Regions from separate parts of the Gossypium hirsutum genome. Here region 1 is linked to region 2. The links are chromatin contacts, called in public Hi-C maps. All regions are on one chromosome and are shown on one strand. Each heading gives the region's core, a stretch centred on a gene start, on an enhancer-like site or on the middle of the called end of the contact. The rest is flanking DNA. Distances are from core to core; before and after follow the strand shown. Region 1 holds the start of LOC107887273 (2-isopropylmalate synthase 2, chloroplastic). Region 2 holds the start of LOC107887274.

Evidence for each region. Hi-C and Micro-C count contacts between places; a contact is called where the count stands out from the background.
Region 1: a Hi-C map of leaf shows a contact between it and region 2, with 3 times the contacts expected there. The contact joins the promoter of LOC107887273 here to the promoter of LOC107887274 in region 2. A contact is called at or near these places in 6 of 34 Hi-C or Micro-C datasets (anther, callus, hypocotyl and 1 more).

The regions. Positions count from the first base shown.
Region 1 is chrA03:51,443,715-51,450,866 of Gossypium_hirsutum_v2.1, forward strand. LOC107887273 (2-isopropylmalate synthase 2, chloroplastic) reads right to left here and starts at 5,631. Exons shown (of 12, transcript XM_016811463.2): 1 at 4,772-5,631; 2 at 3,742-3,955; 3 at 3,573-3,653; 4 at 3,011-3,103; 5 at 2,829-2,915; 6 at 2,333-2,433. The coding sequence starts at 5,457. It overlaps LOC121225495 (small nucleolar RNA U3), which reads right to left and starts at 6,377; the gene lies at 6,160-6,377.
Region 2 is chrA03:51,291,067-51,298,227 of Gossypium_hirsutum_v2.1, forward strand. LOC107887274 reads left to right here and starts at 5,255. Exons shown (of 10, transcript XM_041095961.1): 1 at 5,255-5,452; 2 at 6,619-6,752; 3 at 6,866-7,033; 4 at 7,127-7,161. The coding sequence starts at 5,332. LOC107887275 (a long non-coding RNA gene) reads right to left here and starts at 5,386. Exons shown (of 4, transcript XR_001681101.2): 1 at 5,187-5,386; 2 at 4,743-5,004; 3 at 4,384-4,625; 4 at 1-4,188.

The DNA.
Region 1 (7,152 bases), core at 4,381-6,880, 150 kb after region 2:
TAATTTTAAATTAGAGTTTAAATTCGAATTGAATTCTATGCATAAAATAATTTAGATTTATTAGCTACAAAAAGTTTGTGTAAATTAATAATTAAAAATCTATAAATAACATGATTAATAAAATTAAATAAGTTTTAAGTACAGTAAATTAAAAAATAAACTTAGAATTACAGTAAATTAAAAAATAAACTTAAAATTGAGTTTCAATTTGAATAGAATTCTAAGCATAAAATAGACGAAAAGATTTTATCTATAAATTATCACTTAATTAATATTAGAGTTATATACCAATTAAAATTTAAGTTTAACTCTATAAATAGAGTCCAGTAGTTACACATATTTAAATAATTTGCATCTTCGGAGAATTGTTAGTAAAATTAATGACGATGGTTAGCATTAATAAAGTAGAAGTATCTCAAAAAAAATGGAGTATTAAGGCAACAGTTCTTTGAGGAGACAATATCAAATCATATTCAAACAACAATGACATTGATGATAAGTTAATATAATATTATGCCTAGATTAATTTTTATTATTTCAATTTAAAATTATAGTTTTTTATTTTACTTCCAGTTTTCTATATTATTTTTAATAGTAGTATGTATTAATTCAAAGTTCAATTGGTTTAAATTATTTCAAGGAATTAAAATTCAAGTAGTGATGTTCAGTGATACTGGGACAATTCAAAAATAATTTTTAAAAGAAAAAACTTTTACTTGTACAAATGGTGTAGTAAAAAAGTCCTAATAATAAGTTAATTAATATCCATAATAAATATGAACTGTCATTGACTTCTTATACCACAGTTAAAGAAGTTAACTTCTCCAATTTATAAAAGTGTTTTGTTTTATAATTTTGTTTCTTTTGATGATCTAATAGAGCATATAGATAAGCAAATATGTATAATTTTAGTTTTACTTGGAATTAATTACTTTGCATAATCTATTGTATTTTATTTCTTATTTGGTATTTTTTGCTAGATATTATTGGTATGGCTATTGATGCTATACCAACTTTTCTAATGAAAAAGAAAAGAAACAAAAGTAGGATGGATAAAAAGAGAATTTATGTTAATTATAGGTAAACCTTTTTTACTTTATATGTTTAGATTTTTCAATTTTAATTTTATCTAATTTTTTATTTAGAATGTTGTACATGCCGTTAACCTTGTGGTATATAAGGAGGTCTTACCGCAAGAAATGTATATATAAGCATTTATTTCATAACTAATATTAACAGTATCATTAAGTGAATTTATAATATAACTAATATACTTCTACACATTTATTTTATAACTGAAATTAACATTATTATTAAGTGAATTTATAATATAACTAATATATTTATATCGATTTTGCAGAAATCAAAACAATAAAGATTGAAAAGTAGAAAATATGATTCTTCAATATGTCCACCTACCTTTTAATAATTGTACAAAAGTAATTGTAATAGTATTGTGCCATTTCTTAAACTATGATTCTAACTTCTTTGATATATAAGATACTATTTATTTTAAATATCATTTACATGAAATGTGTTATAATTATTTATTATTTCTTTTATTTTAAAATAATAAACGCGTATATCCACATGCAATGCATGTGAGGAAGAAATCTAGTAAACATAAAAGAAAAAGGACACTTTCAAGCTTTTGATCATTCCAGTTATTCTAAGATAAATCTTTTCACAATAAAAGCTAAGGCAAAGCAAGGAGGAAAACACCCAGAAAGAGATAAACCAAGGAAAAACAAAGTAAGAAGGAAAGCTGAAATAAACCTAAAATTGACTAGAGTGCCAATCGATGAAGTCTCAAAGAATGGAATGGAAGAGGATTGGGAGCAAGAAGTTAGGGTTTCAAAATTGGGGGTGGGTTTTTCTTGATAGGGAACAAAAAACTGAATTGAAAAGTGGGAAGACAAAGCTAAAATTAAAATCATAACTTCAACTCAAAACGACGTTGTTTTGCTAAATAGGTTTTTCGGATATTCGAGTTGTAAAATTCAACTCAATTTGAACTCAAAAAATTGAATAACTAACTCGGGTAGACTCAAAACCAAACAACTTGATTTGAACAACTTGAAATCTGAAAAAGAAAATCATTTTTTTCGAGTCAAATAGTGTTTTGCTCAACCCTACATGCTGCAACTTATGTTAAATCTTCAACTAGATTATTGTGACGATGTATCCATCATTGAAAAGCAGCAGAAAACCATTTATAGCTCTTTCTACACTACACATATTTCACCATCTACGTCCCTTCAAACTCTATTTAAAACATATTAAAAAGAAAAAGATATGAAGGAAAATATGTTGAAAAATATGAAATACCCACCTGAGTTTTCCAAGGACAATGCCAGCTTCATTGGACCGCTCAAGTCCAATATCTTCAGGGGATATAATTTCATATGTACCTTTGTGCTTTAGCATTCCATCCTACAAAACAGAAAGCATTTTAGAATATATATCTTATTATTTGTATTACTTTTGTAAGTATATATAAACCAAAACAAAGAAAAAGTGACTTTGTTGTTTAGACCTTTCAGTAATTCGCATCCTTAACCAAACAGCATGACAATAACAGATTGTATTAACTAGACACAGCTAATCAGGGATAAAGAGTAGAAGAGTTTGGTTGAGTTGGCTCTTAACTATACCCACAAAATGATAAAATCACAATGCATACTAGTTAATTCAATCATTTTTCAAATATGATAATAAATACACTTCAACCATCTAACAAGGAAATTAGCAATAAAACAAACTCTATAACTAGACAGAAATTGTTTGGAGGTTCACAAATATATACAATCAAACACTGAAAAACCAACCTGGTGAATACCACTTTCATGAGCGAAAGCATTGGCTCCAACAATGGCTTTATGCGGCTGAACATGTAACCCTGTGTATTCTTCTACCTAAACAACCATTTTAAGTCAATAACAGACCTTGGAGCTAATTCAGTCAAGAGTGAGAAACAATCCAGCTGTAACTGAAGTTGATGAAAGAATACCATTTTGCTTGCCATTACAATGTGTCGGGTATTGATTCCTGTATGAAGACCTCCTAATACATGCTCACCACGACATTTTAAGGCCATCACGACCTACACAAGAAAAAGTGAAAGCTCAATGATTCAAAACCGTAAAACAAGCTATAGGCCATACGATATTACAAGAACTGCTGACAGAGGTGCAAAAGTTCAATTACAAAAAAAATTAATAGCTCTTAACACAACTGAACGCTAGAAAGAGCAACTGACATTGCTGATTTATCTAACATTATCAATATATATAATATCAAGGATACAACTTTTTTCATCCTGTGAAGCATGTACACTCTGTGCAGGGGTGTGTCTTTAACACACACCTAACATGGATACAACTTCAACACCACAGAATGCATCTCAGGGACACAAGGACCCATTAAAAAAAATCGAACACAATAAAAACATGGTTAAAACAATTGGATACAATAAAAAGGTAAAAACTGCAATGAATTTTCCCATCTACTTCTACATAACACAAAATCCAAACATATAAATCATTCTGATATTGCAAGAAGCAAAACCTCACCTCCTCCATTGAAGCATTTCCTGCTCTTTCTCCAATGCCATTGATTGTTACTTCCACTTGCCTTGCACCAGCACAAGCTCCCTGAATCCATAACAGCTAAGAAGTAATGCAACCAAAGTACATCTCAATCTCACTATGCATCAATTAACAATGTAAAGCAGTGGCCTACCGCAATAGTGTTGGCAGTAGAAAGCCCGAGATCATTTTGGCAGTGTGTTGAAATAATAACATTCTCAATTCCAGGGGTATTGGCTTTTATATCAGCAATCAATTGCCCAAACTCGCTCGGCATAGTTATGCCAACAGTATCAGGTATGTTCAGAGTTGTCGCTCCAGCCTTGATCACTTCACCCAAAATCTCATACAGAAACTCTCGGTCAGATCTGGTACAATCAAACGAAACAAGACTATCATTTCGAAGAAATAACAAAAGCCCTTTTACATTTACTTATTTTATTCCAAAAGCAGATTCATACACTACTGCAACTGCAAAATAGCTATCATTTAAAGCCCCTGAAATTATTAGTCCACCCCATGCAAAAACAAGCATGCACCTGTTGCAGCAATATTTGATAAAGCCTAAGGGTTTAACCAAAGCAAACTCAAGCTGTCAAAAGCTCAAGCTCAACTAGAAACTGAGGCTCTAAACTCAGCTTGATTAGGCTCATTTAGTTAGTAAAAGGATGAGGTTGATTAACATGCTTGACTTAAAAGCTCAACTATTTCTAGTGGAACTCTAGCTCGAATTCAAATTGAAAATTCTCAATATTAATTAAACAATATATATACACTAATATAGCTTGACAAGGCTCTCGAGCTACTTAATACTTAAGTTTGACTCTCTCGAGATGCTTGAGCTCGATTACACAATAACCAAGCCAAATTCAAGGTTTTTTTTTTTTTCTTTTTTCAAGCCGAACCCAATCAACTTGCAAGCATAAGTACACCACTAACCAAAGCCCATATCTTTCGCAAAAATGGCTTGGCTTGAATTGAATAAAACCTCAAACCATAATTTATCCATATATAAACTTCAATTCCTCTTTTTTGATTCTACCATTTAATCTGATCTAATCTAAACCAAGCAAAACTATTCTCGAATTCTTCATAACAGGTAATAATAGAATATGATCTTATCTCAGAACAATCCCTGTCAAGAAACTGCCATAAAGAAGAGAAAAACGAGATAAGAATTCAACCTGCCGGCGTCTTCAGGGCTAAACTCGACATCATTGCAACCTAAACTCCTAGCAAATCGAACCATATTCCTAGCAATATCCAAAACCTCCTCCTTACTCTTCCTTAACTTATACTCCAAATGAATTGCACTCGTTGCGATAAAAGTATGGATTCTAGGTCTTTTCGCATACTTAACCGCCTCCCAAGCTGTCTTAATGTCCTTCTCATTACACCTTGAAAGTCCACAAATAACAGGCACATATCCATTCCCATCCACCGCATTTCCAACTTCTTTAGCGATAGTCTTAACAGCTTCGAAATCGTCTTTCGAGGCGGCCGGAAACCCAGCTTCGATAATATCGACGCCGAGCTTAGCTAATTGGCGAGCAATGTCTAGTTTTTCCTTGGAAGTCAAGGTGGCGCCGGGGGATTGTTCGCCGTCGCGGAGGGTGGTGTCGAAGACACGGACATAGTTGGGATCGGGGATGTGGTTGGGAATGTAAGGGGGGCGGCGCTGGGAGGAGGGAGGGTTAGGGTTCAAAGAAGAGGAAATGGGGAGGGATTTGGGGCATGATTTGGAAGGAAATGAAGGTAAAGTGATGGAAGAAGGGAAAGGAAGGAAAGTAGAGCGAAGGAAAAGGGAGGGTTTGAGGGAGGGAGAAGGGAAAGGGTATAACTTGGAGGACGTTATGATAGCGGAAGCCATGGATGTAAAGTGTAAGAGCCGCCGGACCAATAAATGTGAATGTTGCAGATTTTGGGGTTTGAGGTTTTATGCGTCTGGTATTGGGGAGAAGGCAATGCTAAAACTACCGTACCGGTCCTTATACTATATCTAACATTATATTTTGATCCATTTCCATTAGATGAAAAAGCGAAAATGATTTTTCCTTAAGGCTTAGGTGCAATTTTATATTGATGAGGTGTATTAATAAATTGAAAATAATTCCAACTTGGAATTAAAGAATCAAAGAATAATTCTCTAACCTTAACCCCTATAATGAAAAATTCTTGAATTAAAGAATCAAACCTCAAACTAAAAAGAATCAAACTTATTATTTAGTTGTTTACCTTGGCTTTTTTTTCCAATATATTAGTGATTTAATTAGCAGAGGTGTTGGATTAATTAGCGAAATAGATGAATTTGAAGTTGGTACCTCTAAGGATCCCAAAGGTGTCGACTTCACTGTTTCATGTTCTTTTAATTTTTTTCTTCCACGAAGCAGCAGCAACAGGCCCGTGAAAAGGTGTAGGAAAGAAAATAAATGCAAAACCGTGGCAGCTTTCATACATGAAAAAATGAAGGAAAGAAAAGAAAAGAGGAAAATGTAGTGATGCAGTATTTTGTTTGCCTGTAGCAGTTGAAAGAAATAATAAACATGTAAACAAGCATGCATGAAAAAAGCAAAAAAAGACAACTGCGTGACCTTCCCAGCCGCACAAGGCAAACTGAGAACGATCCTCTGTGGTCGAGGTGAACCAGCAAGGGCTTCATCAGACTAGTAATCACGCTCAGATCACACATTCGTATTTCATCAACTAGACTTGGAATCCTGTCCCCTTTGAACTTAAGGATACAGAGGTACGAGCCTATAGAACAGATCATGTTCAAGTATTCCAAATCTTGAACGCTTTGAATATGGAAGACTTCGGAATTACTGTACTCAAAAGGACTCAGCGCATCATGAGGGCGGAATGGATATGGAGAATCAAGCATATTCCTAGAAGTCAAAACTTCGCTGCAGATTGTCTTACTAAACTTAGATTAAGTTGAAAATCTAGTCTATAAATCCTCAACGAGACCCTTAAGGAAGTTGTTTTTTTAGAGAAAAATAAAATCACTCGTTAGCTTATGTAATTGATGCTATTCATCTTTTTATTCACAAAAAAAAAAGCAAAAAAAGTATACTAGCATCCAGAAGTAAAGAAATTATTGAAAGATGCAAAGGTAAATAATTGAGGCAAGTATGTAGGGGTTAATTATTATTTTTTAATAATAGTTTCAAATATTATGCAATTTAGCCTTTTTAGTTTTATGCATCTAAATGAGCAATCACTTTTCTCTTATTTTCTATCAAAATTCTTTCAATTTCTCCCAACATCTTTTTCTTCTCCCATTTTCTCTCTACATATTTTTCTTCTCTCATTTTCTTTCTAACACAATATATTTGAAACAAATTCTCTACAATTCCATGCTAACAAGTATGTTATTATTTTTTTAAAAAATTTAGCTGATAAATGTGGAATTTAGAGATTAATTGAATGTTTATTGGTATATTTAATATTTTTATTATTTTAGATGTTAGTATCTTACGAGACCTGTCCATGGGTTAGGTGACCCAGCTCAGCCAGAAGGCTTACTCGAAAAGTGGGAGGATTTGAGTAAAAAGACATGCCCAAA
Region 2 (7,161 bases), core at 4,005-6,504:
TTAGAATTCATGGAGAGAAGAAAGATAAAGTGGATTATGTCTCCCTTTTGGATCAAAGTTGGCCCTTGCCTGCCAGAATGCGACAGTAAGGACCTTATGAATGTAGTTGGGTCCACTTTTGGTGGAGTTTTGTATCGGAGTCAAAAAGGAATTTTTGTTGAATTCGAGTCAATATTAATTTACAAAAACCTTTAAGGCGTGGAATTTTATCCAGGTTGGTTCGAAGGAAAAGCAATGGATCCCTTTTAAGTATGAAAATTTGCCCAGTTTTTACTTTGGCTGTGGCTGAACCTAAAAGAATGCACGGAGGTTTCAAATGTTATTAACCACTAACTAGAGGATGACTTACGCTACTTTGTAGTGCTTAAAGTAGAATCTAAATTGGTGGGAAAGGTGAGTCAAAAGCTGGGTGCCATCTTAAAGAAATCCATGAAACAATTTGCCTATGTGGGAGAAGACGATGATTCCACACATTCGAAATACTAGAGTGTTGGGATTGGGACACTGCTTATGGCGGTTATGGATGACACGACTTCGAAAGAGGGCATTAGATTCGGAAATGAGGTATTGGATTCCGAAATTACCACTGGGAGGAAGGGTGTTGTGGGTGATGTGCTTGATTAAGAGTTTGTTACGAGAAACGCAAAAGGGGGAAGTGTGTTAGAATAGAAGTTGGCGTGTTAGAATAGAAGTTGGCGTGTTGGACTCAAACAGGTTGTTTGAAGAGCATTTTAAATGAATAAAAGTCAGATGTGGAATTAAAAAATAGGGCCTATGAAATTCGAGAAGATGATAGAGGCAAGTATTGGACTTCGATTGATTCTCCTTTAGGGAAAGATTCGGGCTGGGAACTTATGGATCACAATAGTCCCCATTTGGGAGCTGGGCCCATTAATGACTCAAATGGGCCCCAAAAGTGTAAGATGTGAAACTTGGAAGAAAGACTACAGCCCACCAAACGCTAGAATAGGCTAGCTAGAACCGCTAATTTAGAACAAGGTAGTAGGGTTGTGACACATGGGAAACGTAAAGGGGAATGAGAGTTCTTTAGTGAAGTGGGTTTTCTTTCTACGACACTACTAGTAAAAAAGCAAAATGTGCTAGAGAAGAAGTTGACAACTTTATGATGGACAGTTTGACAAAAATGCCTTGGAGCAAGTTTTAGCTCTAACTAATGAAGGATTGACAGCTACCAATAAGCAAGCCGACCAGGCACAGTGAAACTCTTATGTTGGAATGTTCATGGTTTGGGAAGACCACAGACAGTGTGCCACATTCGACATTCACTGAGGCTTTATAAGCCAAAAATGTTCTTTATGGAGACAAAATTATATTCTTGTATAATGGAAATAGTTAGGAAACGATATGGCTTTTTGCATAGATTTGAGATTGGGGCTAATGGTAGTAAAGGTAGCCTCTGTCTGACATGGAAAGATGATCTACAAGTATGTTTAAAGAAGCTCTCTAATAATTTTATTGACGTGACGATTAAACGGAGCGAGGAAGATGACGAGTGGCACTTCATAGGCTTTTATGGTTCTTCTTTGGCAAAAAGTAGACAAGAATCATGGAACGTTTTCAGATATTTAGGAGCTAATTGTAATCTCCCATGGCTCGTGTGCGGGGACTTTAACAAGATTCTCTATGCTTCTAAAAAAAAATGAGGCTACCAAGGGAAGAAAGGAGAATGAAAGATTTCTGAGATGCCTTAATGGACTATGGCTTGTTTGACATAGGTTTTTCGGGCCCTTCGTTTACATAGGAGAGAAGGAATTTATTAGAAACAAACATCAGAAAACGGTTGGATAGGGGGTCACAAACAAAAAGTGGTTTACTCAATTCCTTAGTGCTTTTATTGTCATTTGCCCTACTCTTTCTCAAATCATTGCCCACTATTGATCTAAACATACCGTGGAGGAGGAGATAAAAAACAACGCAAGTTTCAATTTGAAGCTTGGTAGATTGTAGAAGACTCCTTTGAAGCTGAAGTTAAGAAAATATAAGATTCGAATAGGGGGACCTTCTTTCCAAACTAGAAAGTACTAGAGTTAGTTTACTTAAGTGGGTTCGGCAAAGAAAGGAGAAAAGGAATGGTTTGAAGGAGACTTTGATAAAATATAGACGATACAAATCTTCAAGCATTTATTGATACAAAACTCCTTTTTTAATTAGGATATTGATAATGAAGAACGTTTTTGGAAACAAAGAGCAAGAGTAAACTGGCTAAAAGGCTAGTGACAAAAATACCAAATTTTTTCACAAATGCGCAAAGGAAGAATTCAAATAGGATCTCGTTTTTGGACTATGTGGGTGGTAGAATTACCTTAGATCATAATGAAATGGAAAACATTGAGACGAGCTATTTTGTTGAGCTTTTTGTGACGAATGGGAGGTAATGGGATGAGCCATACTCTATCCGGAGTTGATAGGTGCATCATTAAATAGGCCAATACTGAGCTAACTACTTCCTACATAGAGGAGGAAGTCTTTGGGGCATTAAAAGGTATGGCCCCTATGAAGGCACCAGGTATAGATGGTTTCTCATCAATTTCTTTCAAAAATATTAGTACATTATGGGCAAGGAGGTTTGTTGTTTTGGTTTGGGAGTATTAAATAATAGCATGAATATGGGGTTTATAAATGTCACTAATATAATTCTTATCCCTAAAATTCACAATCCTACAAAAATGTGAAATTTTAGACCAATTAGGCTTTACACTGTTATCTATAAAATCATAGCCAAAATGGTTGCAAACAGATTTCAAAAAGTATTATAAGTCTATATTGACAAGTCCTAAACTGCTTTTGCTCCTGATCGATTAATATCTGATAGTGTTTTATTGGCATATGAATTATTGCATACTTTTAGCCAGGAGTAAAAAGGTAGAAAGGGTTTACTTGCGCTCAAACTAGACATGAGTAAAGCCTACGACAAGATAGAGTGAAATTTTCTACGAGTAATGATGGAAAAAATAGGTTTTTCTCAAGCTTGGGTTGACATTGTGATGAAGTCTATTTCCACTGTCTCTTATTCGATAAGCTTAAATGAAAGAATTAGGACACATTTCTAGCCTTTGTGAGGACTTCGACAAGGGGAACCTTTTAGCCCTTTTTTCTTTCTCATTTGTAGTAAGGGTCTCCCTTCTTTAACGAGGTTGGCTGTTCATGAAAGTCTTCTAAAGAGGGTAAAAGCTAGTTGAAAAGGTCCATTAACATCTCACTTATTCTTTGTCGATGATTGTATTCTATTTGAGGAGACTACTGTGGGAGGCGATAAAATTTTGAAGTAAATTTTAAAAGAATATAAGACCCATTCGGGTCAATGTCTGAATTTTGACAAATCCACAATCTTTTTTAGATCAAATACAATTGATTCGGTGAGAACACAAATCTCCATCGAATTGGGTGTAAGGTGTTCTACTAACCTCAAGAAATACCTGGGTCTCCCAAATATAGTGAGTAGAAGGAAGAATGTCTCTTTTTAATATTTAAAAGACCGTATGAAACAAAAGGTTGATAATTGGAGTTCTCGTTTCTTGTCTCAAGGCGGCAAGGAAGTGTTTATTAAAGCAGTGTTACAAGCAATACCTACTTATGCTATAGGTTATTTTCTTTTGCCAAAATCCTTGTGTAAAGAGATGGAAAGCATCGTGCCTCAATTTTGGTGGCAAAAGACTCATGTGAAACAAGGCTTACATTGGTGTGGATTGGGTTCTATGTGTGAATTAAAAGAAAATGATGGCATTGGCTGTAGGAGTTTTGCGAAATTTAATATTACCCTTCTTGCAAAACAAGGGTGGCATCTTATGACTAATCCAAATTCTCTGTTGGCGCAGGTTTTGAAAGCGAAATATTATCCACATTCTAATTTTCTGAATTCATGTCTTAAAGTGAATGCTTCGTATGCGTGAAAAAAGCATCTAGGCAATAAAAAAGGTACTTTAGGATGGTTCTGGTTGGAGGGTGGGTACGAGTGAAGCGATCCCTATTTTTAATGCTGCATGGATACTATGCTCTTTTAATTTTCAATTATGTGGTACAGTTAGTAATTGTAATCTTGAATTTGTTTCTGAGCTTATTGATGATAATAGAGAATGGAAAAAGGATACTATTATTTCCATCTTTGATGAGGATGATGCATCAAGAATCCTTCAGATCCCGCTGGCACTTGAACCACAAGATGATACCCTGGTTTGGTGGAAGGAAGCATATGGTGAGTTCTACGTTCGCTGTGCTTACAAATTGTTAGAAATCAATAGTGCTTCTCAGTTTAAGGGAATAACAAGCTACATATAAAAGTTTCTATTGTAAACTATAGAACTTAAATTTGCCTTCCAATCTAAAAATTACTGTCTGGCGTATTTCCAAAAATTATATCCTTACCATGTCAAACTTACTCTTGAAGAAGCTGGTTCGAGACACTCTGTGTCCCATTTGTGGGGGAGGAGCAAAAACAATAGTCATGCCTTCTGCTTTTGTCTTGTTGCAAATAAAGTTTGGGAAATCTTAGGCCTCATTGATTTATTAAACCTACCTAGTTAGGGGTGGTTGGATTGCCTTACTGCAGTTTTTAATGTCTGTTGGCACATTCAACGAAGGATTGTTTGCTGCTCACTTTGGGCCATCTGGTTTGAAAGAAATAGGAGAGTTCATGACAAAGTGGTTAAATCAGGAAAGGAAATTACTAATTTTATCTCCAGGTATCTCTATGAATTGGACTGTTTAGAAGAGAAGAAAATTACCGTCCAGGGTGATAAAGTAAGCTGGAATCCTCCTCCTACCGATTTTATCAAAGTAAACTTTGATACGGCTTTTGTCATGGAACGATGTAGATTAGGTACAGGGCTGGTTGCTCGAAATAGAAAAGGTGTGGTAATAGTGTCTAAAACTTGCACGACAATGTGGGACCGGCTTTCACCGGGGAAGCCCTTGCATGCCTTGAGGCGCTTAAAATGGGGTTAGTTCTCAGATTAACAAAAGTAATCATCGAAGGAGACCCCTTGTCTGTTATTACGAAATGTAACTCAAGTCATACTGACAAATCAAAAGTTAGCTCGCACCTTCGTAATATCGAAGGCACTCTCGCCCGATTTCAAAGCATCATATTTATGCATGTTAAAAGATCTGGAAATGCTTTAGCAGACGCTCTAGGCACTGAATGTGTAAGGAAGGGAAAAGGCTTTTACCTGATCGGATCTGTCCCAGACTCCGCTGCAACAACTTTTTCCAATGATTGGCTCCGCGAGCCTGACTGACGAATGAAGGACTCTTGGTTTTTCCGGTTTCTTGGGTTACCGAAGCATCAGATCTAGACAGGGATGCTTCGACTGAATGATTGTCTTAATGCAGGGAGATAAGTTTGGCAGGCTTTTTTTGGGAGAAATGGAACCGTCGGTGCCGCTTAGAAAGATGATAAGAGTGGGACGGGCAATCTCTTTCCCTAAAGGAGTAGGCACGTTTTTCTTTAATTTTCTTTATAGTTTGTTTACTTTTTCAGTAGCTTCTTTATTATCTTTCTTTTTCAATACTTTTTCTTCCTTTTAGGATCAGATAACTTTTCTTTCTTTGAGCCTCTTTGTGCCTTTGCTCTTTTTAATTTTGGTTTTCATGTAAATTTTAGTTTTAAATTAATAAAGCCCAACCCTATTTTATCCAAAGAAAAGAAAATAAATCATATTTATTTATTTTATTTTTTAAAGAGGACAAATAATGTTATATATTTTGATATAATTATAGATGTGTTTTTCCTTTTTGATTGAGAATAATATTTAAGTGAATTTCTCATCATCAGGATTTAAACTTGACCACACTTTCTTTTAATCACCTATTGATTCGTAATTATATTTTTTGTTTAAATGTAACTGTAAGGAAAAATAAATTAAAAAATTTAAACCGGAGCTGATTGAATCGGAGAGGGGTAACCCGGCCCAAGAAAGCATGCTGCAATGACGGTTTTCGTCCACTATAACGTAACCCCGGAACTCTTTTCATTATTCTTTATTTATAATATTTTACTACCTAAATGATTAAATCCGAGGCCTCAGTTTCAGAACCATCATACTAAACTTCCTGTAAGAATAACAATCTCTCGTTTCCTTTTTCCTTTTTTAAATTTAATTTTTCTTTTAGTGAATTCAGTATCTGTTCTCTTTTGTCCTATTCCTTTTCGCCTTTTTGTTTAGTTCTGCGCAATTCTTTTTGGTGGTAGAAAAATAGTTTTATTTTTTCCTTTGTTAGGTTTAAGGATTTTTGGGGTTTTTTTTTTGTTCTTGTTCATCTTTTATGTTGGATATGATTTTATCATGTTTTAGGTTTTTTTTTTTTAAAAATAATTTTTGAAAGCCATTTGTTTTAAAATAAGCTCCCTGGAACACCCTTCTGCTCTTAAAAATTCCGTTCTCTTTTAGAAATTCAATTTTTTTTAAGATATGTTTTAAGAAAATGAAAAGAAAAATAGTAAATTTGCTATTCGCTAGTTTGTCTGAAAGTAAGTTTTTTTTTCTATGAATTTTAGGAACCCTTTTGATTCAACTCTCTTTAGGTTTCCCTAAGCGTTTTTATTTTAATATTTGTTAATTTTATTTGTAGAAAGAAATTTTTAATTGAACCTTTTTGCAGTTGAATGCAAATATATCATGTCCTACCCGCAAGGGGAGGATTTCTATTACATGGATGAAGATTTTGTACATGACATGGATGAAGACAACTACGGTCGAGCTGGTGGAGATGTGGATGCTGATGAATATGACATGGTTTGTTTTTCGTTTTGGTGATATTTATATATTCTATATATATTTGTTGTTAATTTTAGTTAATTTTATACTAAATGATGAAATTCATCACTTTCATGCTATAATTTGAGCAGCTGACCAAGGTGACCGATACGACTTCTGCGCAAGCGCGGAAGGGGAAAGACATTCAGGGGATTCCGTGGGAAAGACTGAACATAACTAGAGAAAAATATAGGTTGACAAGGCTTGAGCAGTATAAGAACTATGAGAATATGCCTTTTTCCGGTGAAGCTGTTGACAAGGTTTGTATCTTTTCCTACAATCCATAAATGAACTAGTTTGTAGTAAAGCGGATATCATATTAAGATATGTGTAAAATGTATTTGTTGTTTCAGGAATTTAAACATATACAGAAGGGTGGGAACTACTA